Linked DNA regions of Drosophila melanogaster: region 1 is linked to region 2. A link is a contact called in public Hi-C data. All regions are on one chromosome and are shown on one strand. The core of a region is the stretch at or near the end of the contact, and the rest is flanking DNA. Distances in the headings are between cores, read along the strand shown.

Region 1 (5,444 bases), core at 236-2,735, 53 kb after region 2:
TCGCATATGTGGCACTTGAACTTCTTCTCCTGGGTATGCGTCAGTATGTGTGTGTTCCATTCCTGCCTGGTGGTTTTTCCCACGCCACAGTACGGACACACGTAGTTCTTAATGCCCGCATGCCGCATCAGATGATCCTTTAGAGCACTATTGATTACGAACCTTTTGCCACAGATGTTACAGGGGAAAGGCAACTCCTTGCCGTCGTGCTTGTACATGTGCTTCTTGAGCGCCATGGGACAGCGGAATACCTTCTCGCACTCGGTGCAAGGGTAATCCCGTGGGGGCGCCGCTGCCTTGGTGATGCCGTGCATCTTCTTCATGTGAAAGGTGAGCAGGCGTATGCGCGGAAAGGTCTTGCCGCAGCCATCGACATTGCAGGAGTGCACCTCGGATAGCTCCGTGTGGGCGTGGTCGATGTGAAGTCGTAATCCTCCAGCGGTGGTGAAACCTGTAAATGCCAGTGATCAAAACGAGAATGCGATTTGGAGCCATCATTACACACCTTTCCTGCAGGTTTCCACTTTGCACTGGAAGGGCAGCAGGTCGTTGTGGTGCTTCATGTGCTCTTCGTAGCGGATGGCCTTCTTGAACTTTTGGTGACAAATGTGGCAGTCAATGATGCGGTGCAGGTGCCGTTCGCCAGGCGGAATCCTCTTGCGTCGACTCTTTGACTTTTCTCCGTCCTCGTCCTCCTCTTCGGAGCCTGTTGGGAACTCTTGGTCCTCTTCCTTAATTACGGCTGCCTTTGCTTTTGGTATCATCCGCGAATTATCCCGTAAGCGCTGGGCCAAAGGCACATCATCGTCACCATCGCTACTGTTGGGCTCAAAGTCCACATCTTGGTCAATATCTTCTTCGCTCTCCTCCGAGGATTCCGCGGCAAAGATGGTCATCAGATCGGCGGCGTCCAATTCATCTTGCTTCACTTCCTTCTCCACCTGCTCGGCCTCCTTGTCCACGTGCTCCAACATCTTGAACACATCCTCCTCGTTCTCGATCATCTCCATTTTGTGATCCAGTAGCGGATCGAAGTTGATACGATCCTCCTCGTCCTGCCCCACCAGCTCAGGCTCGTTCCCCGCCACGTTGAGCAAATCAAAGTTTTTCATCTGCGCACTCGCTGGCGGGCAAAAGACGTTCCTGGCCACCATGTCCTGGAACTTTTGCACCGAGTCCACGCACAGCTTTTGGAACTCGTGCATATCGTCCAGCCGGCTGAAGCATTGCGCGCACAGACACTTGGGGAAGCCATCCGACTGCTCCACGGCCAGCGAAGTGCAGACACACAGTTTCTTGGCCAATCCGGGTATCAGGAACAGGTCAAAGGATCCTGCGCCGCCGCCATTCTCCGGCAGGCGATTCAGGCAGATGCGGCACACCGCGTGCACCGAGTACTGGGCTGCCTCGGCCTCCTCCTGCATGATGCCTGTTCCAGGGGGAATCTGCTGGCCAAATCCGCGGAATATTAAGCCGAGAAAAACTTTACGCGTCAGACGAACCAAAACAAATACCAAAAAATACCCCACAGTGATGCCAAGTACAAACAGTTATTTAATAGCTAAATTATTAAACCGGCTAGAAATATGGATAGCATCAATAACAAATTTCAAATGTTTTAAAAAATATGTGCCATTTTAAGTGTGATTCTTAATAAATGTATGTATTAACCTAAATTAAATACGTAGTTTTATATGTGTCTCATATAAGTTGCATAGCTAGTGGAATGTAGCTAAAAAACAGACGAGTTGGCAGCATTACAGCTCACCTCTGTCTTGTTTACCAACAATACCCGCTTACCAGCACTGGGGCGAATTTAAAATTCAAATGTTCAATACTTATTACTGTTTATTATATTAAATCATTGTTAAATGAATACAATTAGTAAAGTACAAACTTAAGCAGTTTAAAGGGGGGATTTAAATACAAAAAAGATCAAATTGCAAAGTGACGAAAACTAGTTGGTAATCCTTAGAGAACTATAACTCATATGTCCTTCATAGAAACACATAATGAAATGATCGGAAACGGAGGCCGGGTTTGCTCGCAAGCATTTCCGTTTGATTCTGCCGCTCAAACATGATCCAACTTCAGTGCGTCCACTGAGGTGCCCTCCGCCTCCGCCTTCTGCGCGTAGAAGCCGTCGTAAGTGTTCGACTGCTTCTGCAGCTTGTTTAGCTGCTCGAAGGCAGCCTCCTGGATCTTCCGGAGCTCCGCCTCCGCCTTGCGCTTGGCCTCGTTCTCCTCGATCTGGTAGGCCAGCAGCTCGGCGGTGGCCGCTGCCCTTTCCGCCGCCGGATCCTGGTATTGCTCGAAATTCTTCGGCTGCTGGCGCTTCACCGCGGTGCTGGACTCCGCCTTGGGTCCAGCCGGCTCCTTGGGCTTGCCAGGCGGACGGGGCGGCTTGTCGTGCACCTTCATATGCGTCTTGAGCACCTGCTCCTGCCGGAAATGCTTGCCGCACACCTTGCACTCGTAAGGCTTTTCGCCAGTGTGTATGTACTCGTGGTGCCGCAGGTACTGCTTCTTGGCGAATCTCTTCGGGCAGAAGCGGCAGCAGAAGTCTTTGACCTTTTGATGCACCACCTTGTAGTGCAGCTTCATGTTGCTCACGTGATTGAAGCCCTTGCCGCAGTCCGGGCAGATATGCTGGCCCTCCTTCTTGGTGAAGTTCACTTGCGGCGACCACGAGGGCAGGTTGACCGATGGAATTGGATTGGCCACCGTTCCCGCCAACTGAGCAATGTCCACCCGCTCGACGCGACCACGCAGGTGCGGACTGGGCTTGGCTATTGTCGAGGATCCACTGGCCCCGTCGCCCATTAAGGCATTGGTCCCCTGCGTCTTGGGCAAATCACGCTTCTCGTGCGTCTTCAAATGCTTGGTTAGGCCCTTCTCGAAGAGGAACACCTTGCCGCAGATCTTGCACTCGCAGCACTTTTCGCCGGTATGACTTCTCTCGTGAATCTTGCAGGCGTGCGACTTGCCAAAGGTCTTTCCGCAGTACTGGCAGGCAAAGTCCTTGCGCTTCTCGTGCACCACCTTCACGTGGTTGGCCAGCGCCTGTTTGTTGTGGGAGGCGTGGTCGCACTGCCGGCACTCGTACTTCTTCTCCTTCGTGTGGGTAAGGATGTGCTTGTTCCACTCCTGGCGCGTCGTCTTGCCCACTCCGCAGTACGGGCACACATGGTTCTTGATGCCCGCATGGCGCAGCAGATGGTCGCGCAGCACACTATTGATGGGGAAGCGCTTGCCGCAAATTTCACATGCGAAGGGCAGCTCCTCGCCCGTGTGCTTGTACATGTGCTTCTTGAGGGCAGTGGGGCAGCGGAAGACCTTCTCGCACTCCGTGCAGGGGAAGTCCCTCTGCGGGGTGTCCACCTTGTGCACGCGTTTCATGTGGAAGCTGAGCAGCACGGGCCGGGCAAAGGACTTGTTGCAGCCCTCGTAGGTGCACGGATGCATAGCCGATGTCTCCGTGTGGGCGTGCTCCACATGGACGCGCAGTCCATTGGCGGTGGTAAAGCCTGAAATTGGAAAAATAATCACATAAATCTACTTCTCGAGGATCTGCGGGCGGAGTTTACCTTTTCGGCAACTCTCGACGGTGCACTGGAAGGGTAGCAAGTCGTTGTGATGCTTCATGTGCTCCTCGTAGCGAATCGCCTTCTTGAACTTCTGGTGGCAGATGTGGCAGTCAATCAGGCGGTGGCGATCCCGCTCCGTAGCAGGAATCCTCTTGCGTTTGGGCTTGTCCTTCGGATTGCCATCGGAGTCGTCTGATGAGCTGGTCTCCTCGGACTCCTCGGATTCCTCCTCCTGTCGCTTGGCAGCCGACTTCGGCTTGCCCTTCGCCTTGGAACCACGAGTGGCTCCACGCCGGCTGCGCTGGGCCAGTGGAATGTCGTCGTCACTACTGATTTGGAAGTCTGCGTCGAGGTCGTTGTCGTTGCCGCTCTCGAAGGAGTCATCCTGAGATACTCGGCCAAACGGCTGTTCCATCTCCATCTCCACCTCTTCGACCTCCTTTTCGACGGACTCGAGCATCTTGAAGACGTCCTCCTCGTTCTCAATGATCTCGATCTTGGAGTTGAGCAGCGGATCGAAGTGCACGTTGTCCTCTTCCTCGCCCGGCAGATCCGCCACAGCGGCACTGGTGTCCAGAACATCGAAGTTTGTTTGGCAGGCGAACGCGTTGCTGGCCACCAGATCTTGGAACTTTTGAACGGAATCGACGCACTGCTTCTGAAAGTCGTGCAGGTCGTTCAGCTTGGAGAAGCAGACATTGCACAGGTTCTTGGGAAAGCCATCCGCCTGCTCCACGGACAAGGAGGTGCACACGCACAGCTTTTTGGCCAGACCGGGCACTCGGAACAGATCGTAGGCCGCCGAGTCGTCCACCGTGGACAGGCAGGTGCGGCACACCGTGTGTATGGAGTACTGGCTCTCCTCATTCATTTTGGACACTCAATTCGATGCTGGACGATCCCGAAAGCCAGAAATCGCGAAAACCACAGCAATTCGAAATGTTCTTTCGCCGAGAAAAAAATCCAATACAACACACATTTGTGTGTACTCGCGTGTGCGTGTGTGTGTGCACTCGTCAGCAATTCGGGTTATCGATTACCCGCAAGCGACGAGTACGCTCGCTGAAAAACTGCGCAGCTCTAGCACTCGCCACCCACACTCAGGCGTTTTGTTTTGTTTTTCCCATTCACATGCATGTGCGCAGCGGAGAGGGTACGATGGGCGTATTAGACCCAGCGAGTGTGTGTATTCGTAGTCAAGTCACACAGTCGAGTGAGACTGCCGGACAGCTACGAGCACAATACTAGCACTAGATCAATACAATACAAAGAGTCTGAGAATTTAAAATAAAAAATACATATGTCTTAGTTTAAATATTAAATACATTTTTAAACAAATATAAATTTTTTAAGGATTTTCAAAATACCTTAAATCGTTGGTATGTCTATAAATATGGTTGTATCAATTGTTTCTATAGCAGCTTTATTATTATTTGTCATGCTGAGTAAGAGTATACAAAAAAAAATGGAGCAACAACCAGACAAGGATTCCGTAAAAGCTCTCGAAGCTGAAGTTAAGGTATTGGACACTGAACTGGCACTGCAACATGCCGGGAATAGAAGAAATAGGCTTAAACTGGAGATCGCAGAGTTGGAGGAGGTCCTGGAGAAGCAGAGTATAGCATTGAAGAAGGCCAACAAAAACAGGAAGGCAGCTAAGATAATTATCTCAAGTTTGATGGATTTGAATCAGACGGATGGTAATAACTGGACAGTTAAGTCATCAACTAAGTTTTAAAGATGTATTACATAAGATTAACCAATTTGTTTTAGGAGTCAAATAATCCTTCAGACAATGAAGGGTCATCCGAAGATTTCGACGTGGATGCAGAATAGAAACTTTTCCAGTAAAATCCC
Region 2 (5,397 bases), core at 550-3,049:
CATTTGTCTCGATCGATTTCGACGGGGCTTGAAAACAATTCTTTATTTCAATTTATTCTTTTGTCGTGATCAATTTGATTTTAAATTGTTCAATGAGCTGGGCTAAATAATGAAAACTATTAAACTCGTATCAATATAAATTAAGACTATCATTTTCTGGTTATACAATTAACACTAATAAAAAAATAACCATAAAATTAACATACATTTTAGTGGGTAATAAAAATTGAAACTGGGAATAAATTATTATAAATTATAATTAGAAAATTATTTAACCAAAATTAAAGGATTTATAACTATTGGTAAAGTTTCATTCCCACTTAATTATTTTACAGTACAAAAACCTAATGTTTGTAATCAAGAGACTATTCATAAAGAAGGCAAGTAAAATTTCAAACAGTATTTGGTTAGAAAAAATTTTAATTATGTAATATAGTAAATAGTAAAATACAATTAAATATATTCTAAGTGACAATACATTTTTTTCTAGTATGTTAAATTTAAAGTTACGTATTATAGCTCTGAAGTAATGCCCCGTAAGCTAGACTTTAAAAATCTGATGTTGATCAATAGATCGTTCAATATTTAAATCAAAGGTGCCGAAATTGTTTTTGTTAGGATACCGTTTATACCGTTCTCCTTTGAATAGTTATACAACAAACAAATATCATTTTGCATGCACAACGAGTTCCTGAATTTGTTTGTTAATATGAACGTAATACAATTTTTGGCTCAACTCTGGCATTTTATATGCCAGAATTATACTTATAAATATTGAAATGTGGCTGATCTTTTTGAAATTAGCATTAGCCAAAGAAAGAAAAACCATAAATAAGCCAAACATTTGTGTGTTCGAAAGAGTCTACATGTTATGCAAATCGGCCACGTTTCGTTTTCGATTTTCTGAAAACTTTATCACCGATTCAGCATGGAAATAAAAATCATAACGACCATGCATGCCATTTGGACACTACACAATGGACTTCAGAGATGAACCCCCGGCCATATGTGTGTTGTGAAGATTCCGCTAATTGCCATTGGTGGCTGGTATTTCAATTGCTGGTGACCTGTCGCTCAGGTGCACCGTGCACCCATCAAACGTGTATTGTGTGGCATTGCACAAGCCGCCACTAGTCGCACTCCGGCTCAAAAGTCAAAAGTTATGGCTTTTTTTGGCTAATGCTGGCTGCTAGCTGCTGGATGGTGCTGCATTTGTGCATCTGCTCCTAACGACTCTCGAGATGACGCATCATCTATTTACATATTTCGGTTTCGGTGTCAATAAATCGACGCACAGTAGTCAAGATATGCTAATGGTTTAATTAGCGTCATTTGCTAGCTCAACCAGCTCACCTCTCTTCTCTGCCCGATGCTGCTGCTCGTCGATGGTGAAGCCGAACTTGTAGGGACGCACTGTGGTCGCGGCCGACAGGACATGGGTCAAGGTGCACAGGAGCAGCAGCTTTAAAGGGAACTCAATGAATGCCGGGTTCAGAGTTGGGATCAAACTTAAGCACTTACAGCACAGACAAACGCCATCAATTTTAGGCTCATTTTGGGAATTTATTATTTATTTAAATCGGTCACCAATTTTATTTTATTTTCACGCCCTAATATAAACTGTCAGAGCTCACACAAAAACGCATAAATAAACGGGCGTTTATATTTTAATACAAATACGCGATTATAAATATTTAGATTTCAAGCGGACGGAAAGACGCGTTTCTCACGGCTAGATTATCGGCACGGAGCAAGCGCCTTAGAATGAAACACACCCCACGATGTTCGGCAGCGAATTGACAATGTTAATAATATTAGGTAAACATTATAAAACATTAGAGGCGGACGAGAACCTGCCGCTGCTTGTTGGCCAAGTGTGCGTGCGAATCTCTGCCTTCTACACGTTGTGTATTTCGCCAAGTCGGATCGCATAGCTGGTAGCATTGGCCAGATCGCATCACACCTCTTGAGCCTCAGCCAAGCCTGTGCTTATAATTTAAAATTTCATGCAGTTTGAAAAGTTATTTATTTGATTATTTAAACTGCTTGTCAGCTAGTTCTGAACTTACTAAGTAATTTGCATCCTCGATATTTTTTATACAAAAGCTAAATTAGTTTTGGTAAATAACCTTTTTGGCTTTTATTGCTAGACTTCCTGAGTATTTTTGGTCCGTATTGATTTATTTGTAGATTGAGTTCTAGTAAAGTGCATACAAAAGTCGTTATTAGATATTTTTTATATTTAAGCAAATAAAGATCCAAAAAAATCAAATTATGAGAGAAGTTTTACAAGATTAAATTTAGAATGGTCTAATTTATTAGTACTGTATTGAAATTTAATAACACTTTAGATTGGTCTTCAAAATCGGCTATCAGGCCTGAAGGGTAGTTCATGCCGATTTGTATCTGTTAATAATTAATCGACCCCAATGTATTTGCAATCCAACTTGTTGAGTCTCATCGATAGCCAGGCATTTGACCTGCTTGATGAGCAAATTCGAATGCAATGAGGAAGATGTTTGCACTTCTCTATTTTCATCGATCGGCAATCAGCAGTGAGCTTATCTTCTGCCGGATACTGCAAGTCAATTGTAATTGAAATATTGCTGTCAAGTTCGGCAATGACTGATGTTGTATGCTAAAATTTGCATATTAATTGCTATAACAGTTGTCTTTCAATACGAGCATAAATGATTCGCGTCTAAAGAGACGCATCACGAAGATACTGGTAATTAGCATTTAGCCCCCAAAAGTATGCAAGGGATTTAAAAAGTTCGTTGCCTAAGTCATTCGATTTCAATGCAATCTGAATAGCTATAGCCTGAAAGTAAGCTTAAGAGTCTTTTATGATTAAACTATGCACTTTAAATCCGCAAAGCCGACTATGCATTTGGGAGAACTTTTTGTTTTTATTTTATTAAGGCATACTGGAAATTTTCGTTTGATTTTGTTAAGATAAGTTAAAAATAGGAAAAATATATTCTTTTTTAATATTATTATAAGGGCCCAAAAACTTTTTCTTTTTTAATAATGTTCATGTAATAAGAACACCTAATAAAGCCTGAAGACGACTGGGTATGTTAGCGGTTAGAGTAATAAAATACATAATAAAAAATTGTATTTTCAGTTCTAAAATGTTTTTTTTTTTAATTAATAATTTTCTAAATGAAAAAAATACCTATTCTTTCAAAATACTTATTTACACTTCTTAAGAATTGCTTAATGGAAAAAAACCTTTAATTAGGTCCGTTGTTTGCCATAAGAATCTAGTTCTATTTATCTGAACAACTTAACAAAATATTTTCAAATAATCGCCTTTAAAAAAAAACGACGTTTCCGACCTTTTGAGCGAAAAGCACATTTAAAATAAAACGAATTCATATAAAATCTACATTTTTTAATATTCAACAAACTGCGTTCTGTAACTTAGGATTCTTTCCCTTTTAAAAGGGAAAACCGAAAGTAGGTAAGTGTTGGGGAAGATAACAAAGAGTGTTGCAGAATTGGTGGGTTTAAAGCTGCTTACAGTGAAAGCAACTTCACTTATGCCACGGGGGCAACGGGCAGATGAGCACCCTCGGGCTGGAATCCGTTCTTATCGGCGATGTAGTTGACTTGGTAGGTCTGGCCATCATCAGCAATGAAGCGGTAGGATCCACTCACAGAGATAGCCTCGTTCTCAGTTCCAATGTCGTTCAGCTGACCTACAGCTTGAGCAGCCTGTCCATCGGAGGTTTCCCAGCTAAGAAGGAAGTCAGTGTCAGCTAGGTATCCTTTTGGGTCATTTCTCATAGGCAACTTACTCGTATTTGAAGCTTTCGGGTCCAACGTCGGATTCAGAGCGCACGATTGTGGGTTCCTCAGCGGCAGGAGCAGCCAGAGCCACGGCGAAGAGGGCGACGAAGACAATCAGGAATTTCATGGTGATTGTTGTTTGGTGCTTAGATCTGCGGCTATCGAACAGTTCAAGTCGAATGGTAACTATGGACGGCCGCGTAAACCCTTTTATAGATGGCACCCTCTTGGCGATTATTCAAAGCGCGGCCGAACTAGTCAAACGTGTACAAGACATAATGAGCAAAATCAATGTTAATGTGAAATGTCTGGTTTGGATTTCATTTTCGTTTGAAGTAGGAGCATTAAAAGGCCTAATATAAAATTTTAATAACACTATAGTCCAAAAAGAATCGCGTTCATAAATATTTCATTATTCAAATTTTTAACAATTCATTGAGCTTTATTATATTTATAATAATCCAGCCAGTCTTAGTGACGTCAATAAAACTCGGGAGCTTCCTCAAATATATACATTTTTTCTATTTACTTTTCTAATTCTACGAATCTTTTACATTGGATAAATAAAGTCAACTTATTTATTCGCATCCGGAATCATTATACATCCAGGTATCTCCTAGGCTACTAGCCTGAACTTGGGATGGTAGCCAGTTTCGTCGGCCGTGAAACTAATCTCGTATTTTTTGCCATCTGGAGCTGACCAGCTGGTCGATCCCTGGACAGACAAGGAACCATCCTCTTCGCCGGCTCCAGGTTTCACCTCACCGGTCTCAGTGCGTGAGATTCCGTTGCTCGTCTCATAGCTGGAATTCGATGTTAATTGTTTTTAATAAATTAATTATTGATTGAAATTGTATATAGGAACATCGAATAATTAAACACCTGTTACAACTAAGCATTTCAAAGCTACCCTCTTTAATTTTGCCCTTGCAGAGGCTTATACCTCTGATATCAGTCAGAAGTTTGCAACGCAGTGAGGGAGACATGTGCAACTAAATAAAGTTTATATATGTGTACATATTTATATACATCAGTTTCAATAGTCAAGCCGTTTCTACGCAAAATAGTAATAGTATCTCAGTTTAAGGTTAAAAAATTTTACAATTAAATGCATTATGTCCAAATCATTTCTGGGCAATACCTACGCAAAGGAATATTTATCGCCCGTGTTTTCGCTCTCCAGTTTGATGGTCTCCGCCTGGGCATCCTCACCAGCGGGAAAGGCCAAACAGATACCAATTGCCAGGAAGGCTACCAGCCACATGAAATTCGATTGCATTGCGGAAAGAATTAGTTTTTCAGAGTCTCCGTCACAGCTAGCTGCACTTTACTGAGCTGCGATGCGATCATCTGATGCCCTTTTATACGAAATCTCTGGATTATGTCCTCATCGGCGAAAAATGCAAAATAATAAAACAAATTAAAAATAAAGAAATCAGCTATAATGCAAACATTCAATAAAACACATTTTAATTACAGATTAACACTCTAAGTACCCTGCACTAATCGTGCATGCAGGTATATCCAACAGATGGTAATGTATGCAATTACCTTGTCGACAGTCAATTGATAGACAGAATGACGCCTTACCTTGCCATCACC

What was found. Hi-C and Micro-C count contacts between places; a contact is called where the count stands out from the background.
Region 1: a Hi-C map of the Kc167 cell line shows a contact between it and region 2, with 3 times the contacts expected there. A contact is called at or near these places in 43 of 107 Hi-C or Micro-C datasets (the Clone 8 cell line, the Kc167 cell line, the PNm cell line and 9 more) and 3 of 7 datasets of targeted methods (all in the Kc167 cell line).

What each region holds. Positions count from the first base shown.
Region 1 is chr3L:6,180,344-6,185,787 of dm6, forward strand. It overlaps CG10274, which reads right to left and starts at 1,486. Exons shown (of 3, transcript NM_001104055.2): 1 at 506-1,486; 2 at 1-451. The coding sequence starts at 1,424. It overlaps D19B, which reads right to left and starts at 4,577. Exons shown (of 2, transcript NM_057949.5): 1 at 3,588-4,577; 2 at 1,833-3,527. The coding sequence starts at 4,458. The coding sequence ends at 2,074. It overlaps CG43293, which reads left to right and starts at 4,846. Exons shown (of 3, transcript NM_001259715.2): 1 at 4,846-4,966; 2 at 5,038-5,301; 3 at 5,361-5,444. The coding sequence starts at 5,053. The coding sequence ends at 5,423.
Region 2 is chr3L:6,127,008-6,132,404 of dm6, forward strand. l(3)mbn (lethal (3) malignant blood neoplasm) reads right to left here and starts at 1,800. Exons shown (of 6, transcript NM_168157.2): 1 at 1,522-1,800; 2 at 1,354-1,462. The coding sequence starts at 1,554. It overlaps Lcp65Ag3 (Larval cuticle protein), which reads right to left and starts at 3,982. Exons shown (of 2, transcript NM_144405.2): 1 at 3,804-3,982; 2 at 3,379-3,742. The coding sequence starts at 3,922. The coding sequence ends at 3,544. Cpr65Au (Cuticular protein 65Au) reads right to left here and starts at 5,102. Exons shown (of 2, transcript NM_001300024.1): 1 at 4,941-5,102; 2 at 4,235-4,598. The coding sequence starts at 5,074. The coding sequence ends at 4,412. It also overlaps asRNA:CR46005.